Linked DNA regions of Triticum aestivum: region 1 is linked to region 2. Evidence: chromatin contacts called from public Hi-C data. All regions are on one chromosome and are shown on one strand. Each heading gives the region's core, a stretch centred on a gene start, on an enhancer-like site or on the middle of the called end of the contact. The rest is flanking DNA. Distances are from core to core; before and after follow the strand shown. Region 1 holds the start of LOC123078916 (serine/arginine-rich-splicing factor SR34). Region 2 holds the start of LOC123078915 (AP2/ERF and B3 domain-containing protein Os01g0693400).

Region 1 (2,700 bases), core at 56-2,555, 130 kb after region 2:
TAAGGCATGAATAAATCTGTTTTAATTCCTTACAATGCGATGTACATGAGCTGCAACCTATATCATACTAGTTTCCTTACTATGTACAAGTTAAACTGAAAAATGGTCAAGAACTTCATCAGTTTGTGCTATAGCCAATTATCTTTACATAATTGCCAAAGCCACAAGAAAAGCTAGTGCAAGAATCATTACACAAAATTGAATATTTACCTTGTAAAAGAGATCCTCAACCTCCCTCTCACGAATGTCCCCAGGGAGATTGCCTACATAAATGGTGCAGCTGTTGCGCCTGCCCATTGTGTCTGCGGTTAAAGAAAATAAAGGTCATACAGCCTATATATGAATATGTAGATGTTCTTTTATGCAAAAGATACTACTAGCTAGAATGGCGCAGATAAACATAGAAGCACAAACTGGTATAGCAATAGAAGAAAATAAAATTGTTAGAAATAGAATAAAATTCTGACAGTTGCCTAAGTAATTGACAGGAAAGAAAGCAGGAAGACAAATTTCATACTCATGTATTTCCAGAATATTATATGTCTACCAGATTTTTCCGATTTAACTACAGAATAGCTAATACAACTGTCAGAATCAGAGTGCGACCTCAGCTTCCGTCGTCTATCTTCTCACTACAGGAATTAGTGCTAGTAAAAACTTCAGAATTGTTCAGCAGACTCTGGACAGTTGCACAGAACACCTTATATACGATATAAACAAAATCTTACATGAGCATGATACCCAAAAGGCCAAAACCGATCTCAATGGTCACCAGTAGGAGGAAAATTTGCCCAATCTTGGTACGCAACTACGCACTACCAAGGTTTTCTCTGCTCGAGAATAAGATTTCACGGTATCTGTAACGTTCTATGGCGTAGATGAGACAAACTGGATACAATCAGCCCCGCATCGCGATTCACGAAAGGGGTAGATTTATCCCGTGCTTGCGGCACAAATCAGAGGTGGAAGGGGGACGAACCGCGAATTTCTAGTCGCGAGAAACCTTGCCACCACCTGTAGAACGACGGGAAAAGTTGCCGACAGATTCGGGCGGGGGCAAGCGCGGCGGAGACGGGAGAAACTGACGGAGAACTCAACTGGGCGGTGGCGATCGAAGAAATCAATCAAGATGGATAAATGTTCCGAGGTTTTCGGCTGAAGTACCTGCGAGGCAGAGAGGTGGGGCCGGCGGGTCGAGAAGCTTCAGGACTCCGCAGGCGACGCCGCGTGGAAATGTCACTACGCCAAAAGGTACGTATTGATTTTCTCAACAACAAAAAGGAGTAAAATTCGTTCACGGTGACTTGTCCGGTGCGCGCAACTTAGTTGGTGATTTCAGAAAGTGGTAAACACGGCTAGATACCTGTAAAAAAACACGGCTAGATTAGGTGTACATGTTCTCCACGTGGCACAATCTGACTCGAGGTACACTACCACCTCAGTGATTAGGGGCCATCAGTGATGCTTCGTGTTTGGTAGCGTGTCATCCACTCCTTTCGTTCGGAATTACTTGCGAGCTCGTTTTCTTTCTTCCTGAGAAAAAAAGGCGATCTTGCGAGGAGTGGTTAGACTTGTGGTGCCGTCCTTTCGCGGTTTCCCTCCGTCGACAACCTCATTGTTGTCAATGATGAGGGTCGTCGGATCCCCGCGCACGGATCGTGCAGCTATTGATTTTAGTGCCCTAGTAGCTCAAGTTTTTGGATTGCTCGACGTTTTGCCTTTGGCAACGCCGATAATGGTGTCGAATAAAGAAGCGCCAGACTGTCCCCGATGAGGCTTTTTACTCTATGGCCGGTGAAGGATTTGGGAATTAGTTTGTTCAAACGGGGATGACGTGGGGGCGGCGACATTCTTGTGGTGGACTTGTGTCCTAGGGTTCCGTCATTGCGATAGTGTTTGCTCTAGCGCTGGCTAGAGTTTGGGAGGTAGTCCAGAAGCAGATGCAGATAGTTGTCTGCGTCGGCGGCATGTGCTGGGTTTTGTGGTTGGTGGCTGACAGGTATGGTTTCCTCCTCCGACGCTTCAGTTGAGCAGGGGTGCCAGATCTGGAGATTAATGGCATGTCCAGGGTGTTTCTCCGTCTAGATTCTTTTAACGTCAATGGTATCGCCTTTAGTAAGCTACTTTGAAGGTCTGAAAAGTTGTATCAACAATGGAGCAGCGTCAAACTCGGGTGAAGAGGTGACCCTTCACATTTTTCTTTGGTGACTATTGTGGTGCCAGAGGCAATCGGCGAGCATTGGAGTCAAGCTCAGGGGATTCTTCGGTCTTGATTGTAATTTTCTTTCTTGGTTGGTGCTCCTTTGTCCAAAGGCTAGCGTTCTGCTATCTTCTCAGTTTTGTCAGGACGGTGTCTACGTGGCTTGCATCTTTTATCTTTATTATACGAATGACATGTTGAAAATATGTTCTAGACACAATAATAAAATGTTATTTATTTCCATGTTCATAATTAAGTTTATGTTTGTGTATTGGTTGTTGAATATGAGATTCGGAGGAAAACCCGATGCATGTGAGGAAACATGAACACCAATATGATCCTTAGTCACGCCTCTAAGACTAGCTCATGTATTGATGATATTGTTGTTTTTCTGATCATGAGCATTATTATTAGATCAAGGATGCTATCAATAACGAGAACACGTTGTTACCAAAACAATGGTCTTGTATAGACCCAAGTTATTAAATACTGAGAGATGT
Region 2 (2,700 bases), core at 84-2,583:
TAATTAAGCTAAGCTCTACCACCTGAATTACGCGAGCAAAAACCGCCGCCTAGCTGGAGAGAAGAGATCGATCGAGCTAATAGTTCCAACTCTACGCTAGCGCCAGCTCTATGCATTGCTTCTTGAACGCCGCTGTCGGAGGCGGCGACTTCACCAAGTCTCTGGCCCTCTTGCACCCCGGCATCCCCTGCTCCGGCGACGCCGGCGCCGTGAGAAGGTCGACGCCGAAGAGTCTCACGGCCTTCTTCACGGGCACCGCCGGCTGGTCCACGGGGTCTGCGGGGGCAGGGCTGTTGGTGCTCGGCCGCTGCTTGCAGTCTATGAAGAGCTTGCTGTCCTCGCCGGCGGCTGCGCGGTAGAACCCGACGACGTCTCCGGCGCCGAGGCCCTTCTCCTTCACGAAGCGGCTCCAGCCCTTGGTGAGCACGTAGCTCTGGCTGCTGTTCCAGTACGAGTAGCGGAACCGCCACACCTTGCCGGCGGCGTCCTCGAAGTTCAGGAGCAGGCCCTTGCTCTCGCCGCCCGCGGCCGGGAGCTGCAGCGGGAAGTGCTTCTCGGCGTGCTGCTTCGGAATCACCAGCCGGTTCAGCTTGCCCACGTCGCTGGGCGTGACCGTCTTGTCGAACAGGTGCTCGCGCGCGGCGGCCGGCGAGGGGGTCGAGGCGGCGCCGCGTGAGGTGGTGGGCGCGGAGAGCGCGGCCGAGGCGGCGAGGGCGCGCTTGCTCTGGGCGAGCTCGTCGAAGTAGGTGTGCTTGCGCAGCATGTCGACGACCTCGGCCTTGGAGCGCGCGGCGAGGAAGCGGAGCTCGGCGGCGGCGTCGGGGTCGGCGTCCGCGAGCGGGCGGAAGTTGGTGACGGCGTCGCGTCCGCGGAAGCGCTGCGCGGCGACGTCGTAGGCGCGCGCGGCGTCGGCCTCCCCGGCGAACGTGCCGAGCCACACGCGCTGGTGCCGCTCGTAGATCTGCGCGCCCCACCGCCCGTTGGGCTGCGGCACCACGCCCTTGAACCTGGACGACGGCAGCTTCCCCGCCGCCGCGCCGACGGCACCCGCACGGCCGCCAGAGTCGGCCTCGGAGCCCGGCTCGGCCGCGTCGAGCACCGCGCTGGCGCCGCTGCCCATGCGCTCGAGCGGCCCCGCGGCCGCAGCCGCCGCGGCGGCCAGCGCCTTGAGCTTGTCCGTGGAGGCGCCGCCGCCGCTGCTGGTGTCGTCGGCGAGGCAGCTGGTGCTGTCCATTTCAGTAACGGCGCGACACTGGTAGCGCTGCTCCGCTGTGGAGTATGGCTGTCTCTTCTGTTGGTAACTGATGCTATGATGGGTAGTATCAATCGTAGGACGCTGAGGGGAGCGCGCGCGGGGGGATATATAGGAAGGAAGGATCCCAGCGGCAGGGTGGGTGTCGTGTATGGCATGGGTCGTACGGTGCCACTGCCATGCCCATACCATGCTCCGCGTGGCTCTTCCCATGGTTTGCTACCTGTATTTTGTTCTGCTGTTTTTAATTTCAATTTTTTCCCTCGCTTTTCGGTGAATGCAAACCATATAAAAATGCTGCTGCTGCTGTGTTGGACTTTGCCTTGACGTCACCCCCGTGGGCTGAGACATAGATACGTGGTCAGAGCGTGGCTCGCCGATGGGCTGGGTCAGTCAGCTCGTGGGTTGGCTCCCCGCAAAAAAAGAAAGCTCGTGGGTTGGTTAAGGGCTATCTATAGCTAGATGATCAAGGTAGATGGATAGATAGATCGTAGCATGGTCTACGGACGGAAAAGATGGTTCTTGTTGCGGATGATGTGCGCCGGCTAGCTGGCCGCCCCATGGGCGCAGCTGTTTGCCATGTCACGCCTGATACCTTCTCCTTTCTACATGGCTTTGCTTTGGAGTGTCCCTTTTTCCAGATGAGGTTTGTGGCGGAATTATTGTTGCTCACGCAAGTGGATTGGGCTTTACCCGCAAAAAAAAAGTGGATTGGGCTTATGTTATGCGTGTTTTCAGATAGATAGATATGGATGCTGTGTGCTGGCTTGTCGCAGTGTGACATGGACTAGAGAGGAGAGGACCCTATTTCTGGAAGTTTTTGGAGGGCGGCCGGTCATCTACAACCTCACCATCCACAGGAAAATTCTTAGCCCGGGAAGGGAACGGTACAAACAAGAAACTACTCATGCAATTGTCCGTCCATACGTGACAAGGACATGATCCGGATCGACCGGACAGAAAAGTCCAGCACTTGTGGATAGCACATTTGGAACACTCTGTTGGCTTAATCATACAGAAACAACTAGCCAAGTTATTAAGCCGCTGTCTCCGAGATAATGTTTTGTGCTACAACGGTGGTGATAAGTCGGCGCACGGCACGCAAAGCTGCTTAACCGGCCGGCAAGTGGGTTGTAGAGTTTTCCTGGGTGCGCTGTGCTCGATAAATCTGGTCAGATCTGTTCGATATGGCCGAGCCGGTCGTGCAAGTGGGCGGGCTACGAAACAGTAGAGCAATTGCAAATTTGCAACGGCGACGCTCGCTCGCAGTCACGGCTCGGGGAATTCCACGTGCATTGCTTGTACAGCTATGGCATGTACTGTAGCTAAGCGGTGTGGGGGAGGTTGAGTACGTATACCAGTAGTGTATAGACGAGAAGAAATGGAAACCGCGACGTGTATATTTGGTGTTTTTCTCAGCCGGAGACTTTCATCTCTGCGTGTTTTTC

Evidence for each region. Hi-C and Micro-C count contacts between places; a contact is called where the count stands out from the background.
Region 1: a Hi-C map of leaf shows a contact between it and region 2, with 3 times the contacts expected there. The contact joins the promoter of LOC123078916 here to the promoter of LOC123078915 in region 2. A contact is called at or near these places in 3 of 5 Hi-C or Micro-C datasets (all in leaf) and 1 of 1 datasets of contacts at active chromatin or transcription factors (leaf).

Annotation. Positions count from the first base shown.
Region 1 is chr3D:363,526,917-363,529,616 of IWGSC CS RefSeq v2.1, forward strand. LOC123078916 (serine/arginine-rich-splicing factor SR34) reads right to left here and starts at 1,306. Exons shown (of 14, transcript XM_044501566.1): 1 at 1,165-1,306; 2 at 211-302. The coding sequence starts at 297.
Region 2 is chr3D:363,396,160-363,398,859 of IWGSC CS RefSeq v2.1, forward strand. It overlaps LOC123078915 (AP2/ERF and B3 domain-containing protein Os01g0693400), which reads right to left and starts at 1,334. Exons shown (of 1, transcript XM_044501563.1): 1 at 1-1,334. The coding sequence starts at 1,234. The coding sequence ends at 92.